2 separate regions of the Mus musculus genome follow, and region 2 is linked to region 1. The links are chromatin contacts, called in public HiCAR-type maps. All regions are on one chromosome and are shown on one strand. Each heading gives the region's core, a stretch centred on a gene start, on an enhancer-like site or on the middle of the called end of the contact. The rest is flanking DNA. Distances are from core to core; before and after follow the strand shown.

Region 1 (5,820 bases), core at 2,294-4,793:
CCGTTTTCAGGGCTAGTTGTGATCAACGTTCTGGTTACTGGTTATATTCTGTGACTGTTGAAATGGGTAAGACCCTCGTCACACTGGGCTTTGCTGAGCCAATGCCGGGTTTGCTCATTTAGTATGTTCCATCTGATGGGTTTTATAGTGCATTGCTTTGTTTTGTTTTTGCTTTTTTTCTGGCATAAACTTTTCTTCACTCTAAGTAGCAGAAAATAGAATCATGTTTGTATTTGTCAACATAACAGTTATATATAGCTTATAGTATTCTGGTACACAGAACTTAATCAAAAATAGATTGCTGGCCTTTTTTTTCTGCTTTTAAAAAATATGCTTTGAATTCACTTGTAAAATGATTTGGGTTTGGAAATCTTTCTTTCTTTTCTCTCTCTTTCCCTGTCTCTTTCTCTGGCTGTCTCTGTCTCTGTCTCTCTCTCTCCCTTATCTCCCTCGCTTTCGACAAAGAAAAGCCTTTTGTTCTGGTCCCTGCCAGTGCCTTATTCAGTGACTTTCTGCTGTCCCCTAGTGGCCCGTTAATCTTTTTGACGATGGTGTGATTGTCCCTGGAACCAATTCTCCTCTCTTCTGTTTTTTCCCTCCCTTTCTGACTCTCATCAGCAGGCATTTAAAACATTTCTAAACAACCCACGAGTTACCTTTTAGAAGCAGCAACTACATTCTTCAGCATTCAGTCTCTGCGCTCAATTATACATGCCCAGGGAGGAGAAGCCATCTAGGCACACTCTCCTGTCCCCTGCCCCATGTCCTCCCAAATTCAGATTCTCGAAATTCTAACACAAAATTGATGAAAGCAAAATGCTGTCGGCTTTGACTGTTCCTAAATGCCAGACGGTGGTGAAGTGTAGTTTGTGACAGGTTAGACTCTTTATGTCAATGGGTTTACAAACAAAAATTATCGTATTGCTTTCCTTTCTCTTTTGAAAGTTCTGCTTGGTTACTTTCATGTTTGTAGTTGCTTTTTTTGTGGTGGCATTTGTCAAGAAGTAAAAAAATACAACAGCATTCTCAATATTTGAAACATTAGATTAATTTACTTATGTGAAAGGCAGATTCTCATTCATAGTTACCAGGCTGGCTTTAAGAGATAGGGTCAAAATTTTCTCTGTTACCTCTCTACCTAAGTCCAAAACTTTCAATAAATGAGAGCTGGATTTGCTATTTACATCTTACGTCATTAAGCCACATACGTTCAGTTCTAATGTGGTGCTGGTAAATTTCTTAACAAATTCTTTCCTTCCGTTTACTAGTCATTTCAAACTGCACTTAATGAAAATGAGATACCTAAGTTTGTCAGAATCCGTAGTTCGGTTTTTAAAATTTAATATTAACCGATTAAAGACAGTAAACCTGGCTTGTACAACCCCTTTAAAAGATGGTTTAAAGCATTACCGAGACTTTACAAGAAAAGAAAAAAAAATCCCAACTTGGATGAAATCTAGCCCATTAATTGAACATTAGAGAAATCTGAGCTGAATGCTGAACTAATGATCGCTTGGCTCTGCCTTGTTTGGCACTTGCCATGGTTTTGACAATGATCACTTGACTAGTAACACTATTTTCTTTCTGAACTCAGGGGGAAGAGGGTTGGGAGCGGGGGAGGGGAGAAGAAGGCGCAAAGCCTAGGTCCTCCTATTTCTTGGTAATTCCAGTGTAGTCTGGCTGCGTGGCAGCGAAGGAGCTAAGCTGCAAGGCTCCCTTCAATGACATGAAGCTTGTTTCTTCAAAGAAAAGTTGATGCAGTTTTTAAGACTGCCTCTTTTCTGAAAGGTCAGATGGCTGCCCAGTTTAGTCATTTCGTGTGTTTATGCATGCCTCCGCTGGGATAAGGCATTACAAAACAAAGCCCCGGATTGCAATCAATCTTGGCCTAAGTGCAAAGTCACCCGACCAATCTCTGGAATCCTGTGCCTATCATGAGACAGGGGGAAGGAAGGGCTTGTGCCTCCTGCACTTCTTCTCAAGAGAAAAGACAAAACCCCTTCCTAAGCCTTTGTAGGGCTCCTGCTTCTCCTCTGCAGCCTGACCCATCTCTCAAATTCAAATTACAGGGTTTTCTAAAAATACATCCTTCATCAAACATCCTAATTTACAGTAGCTATTTTTCACAGAGAAATGCCTGATTTTTTGTTCATTTTTTCTTGTTATTGTTGTTGTTGTTGTCTAATTCAGATTGTAAATGTCCTAAAAATGTTCTCCTGGAGTTATTTTTAAAACCTCATGGTAAGTTAGGTGTAAATACTGTGACTATTACTGGGACCTTAGGAAGCAACATATTTTTGACTGATTCCTGGAGGTGAGAATGCCATTTGGAATTTTAATTAATTTAATTTCCATTTTAGATAAAATTACTCTGAGAAATCTTAATTCTAATGAATAAATGGATTTTATTTTTTCTTTTCTTTCTTTTTTTTTTTTCCATTGAAGATTCCATTAGAGTTAGGGAAAAAATAGAGGATAAAGTTTCCTTTAAAGAAAAATTAAGGCTACAGACAGCCTTAATAAACCTTCTGCAAAGTAATCGAGAATAGCCAGTGGTCTGTTCTCTGCAGAATTAGTTCTTCCAAAACAATACTAAAACTGAGCAGTCGTACTTTTTACAACTCTGGAGACTATCTAAACAAAATGAGCAGATTTATAGGGCTATTTTTAGTGCGCGTCACTGCATTACAGTTTACATTCGCTTTTGAACCTTATTTGACATCCCTAGTAGAAAAATACAGGCAGAACACTCATTAAGACCCTTCATAAAGACAGTCTCCACGGGGCCGTTACCCCCCAAAAAAACCAAAGTTGAGGTGTGTTTCAGAATGTTCTTTTGGACTCGAAAGTTTGTTTCCATTTGTCAAGAAAACTCTGAGCCCAATCGCAGATCCAGAGGGTCTGTTTATGACCGCCTCTCCTGCCCTACTCGTTGGTGGTATGTCCTAAAAACAGAAGTAAAATCACACTCTCACGGTTGGGAATTTTCAGAGAGCAACAGGTAAGTAGGCTATGTCTAAGTACCTATTGTTTTCCCACAAATTGTAAAGTCACTTCCAAGTATAAGTAACTTGCTGAAAAAGTGAAACATTGGGACTTTCTGCAAACCATTCTTGCATGGAAGGAAAAAAAAACATGGAAGAGCTTATGCAATGTTATGAAATATTTCACCACACAGATTTATGGAAAAGCTACAGTTGCATTTTAAAATATAGTCAGGAGAATTAAGTGCTTGCATTTTGGACACCAAGTTTCTTTAGCTTTTCCATCCAGAGAGAGAGGTGGGTGTCTATTTCCTTCATGGGCTGTCCTACCTTCACCGGAGGTTACAAATGAAGACTCCATCTCCTTTGTGTATTGTGGGAAAAAAAAATCAGCCAGAGGAAAATACCAGAAAGACAAGTTCAGATGCAGCTGTCATGTCTTTTCCTCCAATGGGAAGGGGACGCTTTCATAAGGTTAGACTGTCCGGGGAACTACATTGACATCCTGCTAAGTGTTACGTGTTTTTATATTAACTGTGCTCAGTAAGACTCTACAATAAGGAAATGCCTTAGCTGTAGACATCATTTATGGAACCGTATAAATAGAGCTCACATTCAAAGGTAAGAAAACAGACAGGATTTTACACCAACTACCCTCTGATAAGATTATGTTTTCAAAGCGAAAACCATGTCTACAGAATGTTGTGGTGTGGAAGTATCCGATTAAACTCTTAGGAAAACAGACTTTTCCACAAGCGGCCTCTTTATTTGCCACACCTCGGGGATCTGATTAAAAGTTAGTGTACTGCATTTAAACCTGAAAAGGGATTCGTGTAAAATTATGGCTTCACAGATTGCTCTTTGAGAACTGAAGATGAAACGAGAAAATGACATTTGGACTAAGAGCCATTGTAACTGCTGGAAAAATGTCAATGGAGGCATTTGGGGGAGGTTTCAGCTTGCTATAGAGGAATCAAATGACCTAAGAAAGTAGTTTTATAGCTGAATGAGTGTTTTTAACGAGTTAAACATGTTACTACGAGGACCTTAAAGCCACGCTGTAAACAATAGCTTTGATTAAAAGATTGTCAGGATTGTTTGTTTAAATTTTTTTTTTTTTTTGTATTTTAAGTTTTCAATCATACTATTTGGCTTTGCAGTATGAAGAAATGATATATTTCTACTGAATTTATCAATTACTAATTAATTTGGTGGTGAGTGCCTAATTTGAGGTTCTATTTAGCATAGGTCCAGGTTGAATTTCTTCTAACGTTTGGTTATCCTTGGCCTATTTAACATATGAATTAAACCCAAATATCTTTGAAAACTCAACCCATACCTTTTCCTTCCCAGATCATAAAAATAATTTATTGTCGTAATCTCAATTTATAGTTTAGTTAGGCAGAGTGAAAATACGACCTCTGAAGGAATCCCCCCCCCCTTAGCTCCAGTCTGCTTTACAGTGGGTTGTGTGTGTTGCTACAAGTTGCTGTAGCTAACACTTAATATGTTGATGTAAGAGAAATAAGCTGCTCTGCATTTAAAAATAATATTTAGATGAGCAAACATGCAAAATCCTCTGAAAATAGATGATTTTGCTCCTTGTAACTTTAACTGAAAAATATGAAAGAAAAAAAATGAGAGAAACCTAGCCATAAGGCCAATCTATTGCAAGCAGGGACAGATGAGAGATTTTTCAAAATTAAACTGCTAGGAAAAGCAGTTGTGAGGCAGTCTGTTTTCTTACTGGGGATGGGAGGAATCAAGGGTATTATAATTGAAAATGCATGCCTATAGCAACTAAAATGTTCTTTTAGGATATTCTTGTTTTGTTTCATAAATATATTTTGAAAAAAAATCAAAATGATTAACAACGTTTTTTTTTAATTTTGGTGATCTTTCCAGTTCTGGTGGATTTAGTTCAAATTTTAAAACATTGCTTTATGTGTTGTATATTTTTGCCCATAAAGCATTCTCCAAATGGTAGTTATTTATGTGAATAAAAGAACAAAGCATGGAAATATGGCTTTTCTTCCTACTCCATTATTGAAACGGAATATGATCATTAGCCAGGGCCGGGGTTTAGTCGCAACACTTTGAAAAATAGCCTAAATGAATAGGTGTCAAATTAATCAAGAATGGAACGATTGCATTATTTTAAAAAACTATATATACCATTAGGGGGTTTCGGCTATAAATAATTGTTATGAAGAAAAGAGGAGGTTTCATCTTAAAAAAATTAGCATACGCCACCTCTTTAGGGTGTTAAAAAGATTGAGCGCTCAACAAGGATTTGTGAAAATCACGACCAGGGAAGCGGGATTATAATAACATCTCACGATGAAACCTGACCTTAGAGATTGATGCTGCTGTAACAGGGTCATTCTTCCACTGACTTAGTGTGGGTATGCCCCGCCTGGGTAACCTGGGAAAAGGGTCTCTGAATTCAAATCACAGAATTCCTCCCCATCTGCAAAAATACCTCACTTTCAAAGCAAACTTTACGTCATCCTGACTCCTTCTTCTGCTCTTTCTTTACTACTCAAGTCAGAGACAACGGGTATTTCTTCAGTCATTGATTTTTTTCCCCACCCTCTTGTGGTTAATAAGAATTAATCCTGGAGAGATTCTGCAGGTTGAAATGCATATACAACTCAGTTCTCATTAAAACAAACAAACAAACAAACCAAAAAAACCACCTCCTTTATAGTGGAATAGAAGTGGTTTCAATCACTTTGTCATGTGGTTCACATATCTAGGTATATTTTTAATTAAACACTGGTTCACAAATAAGCAAATAATAGAAGTTAGTGGAGAAGCGGTTGATCTCGGGCTG
Region 2 (5,820 bases), core at 1,116-3,615, 430 kb before region 1:
GGGGACATTTCTATTATTAGTTAAGAATTTCACATATGCATACAATGTATTTGGTTCATATTTATTCCCATCTTCCCCTTGATCTCAGACATGGCCCCTTCCACATTCCTATCAGCAGGACTACTTTTCATTATCATCAGCCATTGACTCAATGGGACCCTCCACTCCACAGTTAAGGTTGAAGCACATGGCAGAATAAAGAAGGAGTTGGAATAAAATCCCTCTCTTTCACCCCTCCTCCCTGCGGTGGAATGTGGTATAGAACCTCTTCTCCCTGGGAGAAATAAATGCCCTCCCAATGTGATACTATTTTTTCTCCTAAACCAGTAACTCTGGTTTTTGTATTTTTTTGTTTTCTTGTTTTGTTTTATTTTTTGTTTTTTGGTGAGGTTTTGTTGTTGTTGTTTTGGTTTGGGGGGGGGTGGTTTGTTTTGGTTGGTTTGTTTGTTTGTTTCTTTGTTCCCCAAGACAGGATTTCTCTGTGTAGCCATGGCTGTTCTGTGACTTAGGTTGGCCTTGAGCTCACTTAGATCCACCTGCCTCTGCCTCCCAAGAACTGGGATCAAAGGCGTGCGCCACCACCCTCCTGGCTCAGTAACTCTGTTTTAAACAAAAATAAACCTGACCCAAAACTTCACCAAGTACATCCACTCCTTTCCTCAAGAGAATCAGTCATCTCTAAGACCATGAAACTCCTAGAAGATCTTCAGAGCTACCAAGAGATAACCTATCAGGCAACACAGGCTTTGAAAGACTCCCATCATTCCCAGCTGTATCCTCAAAGCCCTGTCCGATCCTCAGTATTCCCTCTTCTTCTGCAGCGACACCTCTCTCAACACAGCCTCTCCAACCATTTAGGCTGAGAAACTTCCTGCATTAACAGAAAACTTGGCTGCCATCGGCAGGGCAAACCTGGGAGATTTATTTCAATTTCCATTTTTCAACTCCCAAGCCTATTAGAAATTTTCTCAATATAGTTGATTCTAACAGCAAAAACAGGATTTTAGCAGTATTTAGTCATTAAAGTATGCGTGTGTGTGTGTGTGTGTGTGTGTGTGTGTGTGTGTGTGTGTACATAAAAGGGTGAAATTGTGTGCCCACCGCCACCAAATGTAGAGAGAAATGAAAAACAGCTTCAAAATATTTGTCATGGAAGCTTGATTTGAAGAATGGTAGGGCAATCAGAATAGGATTGGTTCTGATGCTCTGGGGAAAAAAAACCCCAGCCACATAAGTCTCAGTGGCATAAGTCAATAAGAGTTTTTTCCCTCTACACCAAAGTCAATAGAGAGTTGATGCTGCCTTTGGAGTCTTTGTCGAGCACATGCAAGCCAACAGATAGGCACCTACCTAAACAAGAATCCCCAAGATGGCGCCTGAGGAGAGTTAACCAGAGCTTTCATATCAGCCCCAAATCACATATACCAGTCTATCGTAACGATTCATTGGGAAATGCCAATTTGTGGGGACAACAACCTTAGAAATCGGGGGGGGGGGCATTGTCTTCCATGTGTACGAAAAAAAACAGGTGGGGGGTACCCAAAATAATGGGAAGCACTGGAAATACCTCCCAGTTGGCAGCGTGTTGTTGCAGGTGACCATAGTGGGATCGTATGCACAAAGAAAGAATGTGCTTTGATTAGGATTTTACATTCCTTGCCAAGTCAGGGTATGTTACATTTGGAAATATCACTTGGGGCCAGCTTGTGAAAAGCCTTAGGATGAAGGCCAAGACTCCATTTTATTGGTGACAGGGAGACACACAGGCTTTGGGAAGAGAATGGATCATTCACTGGTGTCTTGAGGAGCTGCTCATAGTGATTACTATAGTCCGGTTATACTCGGTCTAGAGGTATGAAGAGTTAACAAGGGTTCTTCAGGTGTCCTTGAGAAAATGTAAAGAGAAAATGCAAAGAACTTGACTAATTCATTTCTCCCCCTTCACAGGCCCCAGCTAAATAACCTTTTAGTACTCTCACTTTTTTCAACTAAAATCTCTTTAAAGAACTCATCAGTGATAGAAAAAAAAAATAACAGGCTGAATAATCACATACCACAGAAAACACTTGCTGGTGATATTCGTGAGCATTTCAAATGTGTTAAGCTATGTTAGGATCCTAGGGCTGATGCAGAGAACTCCAGCTATGTACCAGCGCAATGGGGATGATGGATGATTCTGGTTTATGACGATATTTGCCCACTATGAATAAATAAATAGCCACTATTTGTTATGCGATTAATTACTGTGTGTCAGGCGCCATGTCAGTGCCTGAGCCTTTTAGCATGACCCACAAGGCTCAGGGTGATCTGGTGCCAGCAACTCTGCAGCTCCATCCTTCTTAGCCCTTGTCTCACTCAGGCAGGACTCCGGGCTCCTTGCCATTGCTGCCTCCCAGCTGGCTCTGACTCCACTTGAGTCTGCTCAAATGTCACCTTCTCAAAGCGGTCTCCTTGTCCCACCCTCTATAAAACAGCAGCATCCCCCAGTCACTTTCTCAGTAGAATGCCTGTTTTTCTTCATAAAAGTCCCTGACGCCATATAGACTATATTCTCTGTTTTTAGCTTGCTGCTTATGTCCCTGGCTGGGATCTAAGATCCAGGAGGTCAAGGACGCATGTCTCCTGGAGTACTGCCTGACACTCAGAGACTGCTAATAAATGGCTAGTTTATACTGCATCAGCCCGGTGGGAAACTCACGTTTTAGAGGGATCCAAGAGCTTCTTCAGTTCACAGACAAGTCCTCCCCAGGGCCAGGAAGAAACCCAGGTCTCTCTATTTTCAGAGCACTATTAGATGCAGTACTTTTTGAGACTTTACACCAAGATCTAGGCAATTGCAAGTTAGTAGAAATATTTTTCTTTAAAAATGCAGGTGTCGTAACGAACATGGTGGTTTACGCTTGTCATTTCAGCATGTGGGAGACCAAAGAAGGAAGGTCACCATTTGTTCAGAGCTAACCTGGGCTATATGGTGAATTCTTGTCCAGCCTAGACCAAGAGTCAGTTCAAGCACACACAAACAACAACAAAAAAGTTTTTTTTTTTTTAAAAATTACAAGTCGAGAAATCAGATGTGAATGCTTTGAGACATTCCATGACATTAATGTGTTTCCTTAAGAATATGATCAATATTTTTGTCTAAAGAGGTGAATCTGCTGCCCCTCCTCCCTCCTTGTGGAACTAATTGAGGGTGATCTTGAAAAGTGGATTTGCTCACATGGGCCAATGTTTCTCCTGTGGAGTGGGCTGCGTCCCAAAGAATTAGCCCTCCTCAAAATGAATTATTAACCCCAGTATCCTGGCCAAATTCCCACTTGGATAGCCTAGAAACTGTTCAAAACTTGGAATCTATTGAAATGAGCCTGGCTTGATTGCCGTCTCGGCATTAATGGTGATATAATAGAGTTTCTCCAGAGATTTGCATGTATATTATTCTAGTGCATATAGGTTTGCTTTATCTCTTAATTTTTTAAATGTTCATCCCCTCATAAGATATGGCCTGAGTTTCTTTATAGGTTTTCAGATTTTTTTTTTAATTTTCCTACAGGAACAACTGTGAGTGCCTTTTTCCCAGGGCTTGCCAATCCTTTTTCCCACTTGAATGACTAGTTAGTCTCCTGGTCATTAGCACAGCATGTTGGAGACATTAGCCACAGAAGCTTCCAGCTCTCCAGCTTTCTGGCATAAGCGTTGCCTGGGTTAGAGGCAAGATGTGCTTGCTGGAATTTTTGTCATTGTTCAAGTTTCTTCAAGCTTTGTTTCCAACTTTGGAAGTACATACAATTTTCAAGAATTTAGATGAACTGCCATATTGGTGATGATGCTTAGGGGTCCCATGGACATCCTAAAATTACAGCTCTTAAATTCTTCAGCAGTTTTACTGTTAGTTGTAGCCCAGTTGTGGAAGATATGAGTAGGTGTATCCAAGTCATGGATGTTCTTGATAGAGAGGATTATTCAAACTACTAAATCATTTTTCTTAGGTAAAACTAAAACAAACATGCCTGGCTTAGCTTGGAAGCATACATAAGCTTCACAAGCATACAGAAGTCAGCTCAGATCCTGGGAGAGTGTGTAAAGCTGGATCCCATATTTTAGATTTTAGCACACACATCTGTAGTCCCAGTGCTGCAAATACAGTTTTACAGGAACACACAGAGAGAGAGAGAGAGAGAGAGAGAGAGACAGACAGAGAGACAGACAGAGAGCGAGACAGACAGAGCGAGACAGAGAGAGAGAGAGCGAGCACATAAATCCATTGTATTTTGATGCCAACTGTAGACTTCATAACCAACCAGGCCTTACTAAGATCACCATTATTTTATTCTGACAATTACCCTTGCTTGTCTTGAGTTGGCACAAAACTTCAGTGGCTGTGCATTTCGCTATAATAGGTATCATAAACAGATTCCGTACCATGAACATTCTCTCTAACCTACATTTACATTAGAAATAAGGTTGAGGATTTGCTAACAGGTGTAGTAGTAGTAGTAGTAGTAGTAGTAGTAGTAGTAGTAGTAGTAATTTCTAGAAAATGGTTGCCATCATAGATTTTTGCAGCATAGAGAGAACTCAGAACTTAAATGTCCTCATGTCATTCTGGATGACAAACAAGTAGCGAGCTGCAAATGTTTCCTGTCTCCAGGTCCCTTCCTCTGCGGAGGGGCATGAGACAATGGAGATGAGCCCTGGGCTCTCCGAGTGTCCACATCTAATATTAGAAAGGTGCCTGGGAAATGAGAGCAGCAAGAACTATAAATGCAACTGTTAACAGATTTATGTGTACCGTATCCCGCCTTCCAATCTATTTCTACCAGTGTTTTCCAAAAACTTTCCCACAATGCCACCTGAGCGTGACCTGACGACACAGAGCACATGTGTTTCCTGAGTTGCTTGAGTGTTTCCAAATAGTATCGACACTTGATAGTCAACTGTTTATCTGCTACGGTGTTAAATAATGGAAAGTCTTATGGCCTTGGGGTGATACTCATATGCTCCTGCAGGGGTTCTACCAGCTTTCACCGCCTTTGCATTCATCAACACAGGCCTAGAAATATATAATTCCTCTTGGAAACTCTATTTCAGACTTTTCAGTTATGTTAATAGCCTGTTAGAGTACATGCTTCTAAATCAGGAACGCACAGAAATTCCCACACCCCTTGTAGCTGGTCTCTTGCCAACTAGGTAGCTGTAGCTACTAACGTGCAATTGTAAATAAATACCTTTGTTCAGATACCCTGAATGAACAAGCGCCTGCTTCAACCTCAGCTGAAGCCCTGGAAAGCTGTCATTCACTTACTGAGGATTTATCTAGCTCTTTTGACTTTCCAAGACTTCCTTCTATGTGGGCACACAGTAGGGCCATTATGAAAGCCAAACACTTGTGGATGAATCCTCTATGAGAATGTTTTATTTGACATTTCTCATAAACATCAGATTTCTTCCTAGAGTAAAAAGGTCAGAAGAGTGTGAGTGGGTACATAGGTGTCACATAAAAGGACTTGTGGTGTGACCCAGTGTGCACAGGCATTTACCAGCAACTCTGGCAATTAGTCCTCTGCCTGCACACACACACACACACACACACGGCATTTGCATCCTTCCTACTCTCACATACGTATATTAACACACAGAATAACAATAAACAAAATATTTGCAATTTCAAAAGAACTCAGTTTAGCAAATAATCTATTTGAATAACAACTTAAAAACTTAAAAAAGTTAAATATACTTAAATATACTTACGTAAGGCTCAAGGAGAAGGGGACTGAATAGCAGGTTTTACGCTTGCATAACGTTGGTTTCCCAAACGTGCACGGA

The links. HiCAR-type assays count read pairs that join an accessible place to other places.
Region 2: a HiCAR-type map of astrocytes shows a contact between it and region 1, with 2.6 times the contacts expected there. The contact joins the enhancer-like site here to the promoter of 3110099E03Rik in region 1. A contact is called at or near these places in 1 of 39 promoter capture datasets (neutrophils), 2 of 484 Hi-C or Micro-C datasets (3T3-L1-derived adipocytes and cortical neurons), 1 of 115 datasets of contacts at active chromatin or transcription factors (astrocytes) and 2 of 9 other capture datasets (embryonic tail and embryonic trunk).

What each region holds. Positions count from the first base shown.
Region 1 is chr2:115,509,924-115,515,743 of GRCm38.p6, reverse strand. It overlaps 3110099E03Rik (RIKEN cDNA 3110099E03 gene), which reads left to right and starts at 3,543. Exons shown (of 3, transcript NR_030712.1): 1 at 3,543-3,605.
Region 2 is chr2:115,935,941-115,941,760 of GRCm38.p6, reverse strand. All of the region lies in intron 8 of Meis2 (Meis homeobox 2), which reads left to right. Among named protein-coding and RNA genes, the nearest start is that of Meis2, 130 kb to the left of the region's middle. Within about 2 kb of position 2,365, at least 23 of the 459 cell types and tissues checked have an H3K27ac peak or open chromatin away from gene starts, as enhancers often do. A contact at or near this core is called in astrocytes, where this site is marked.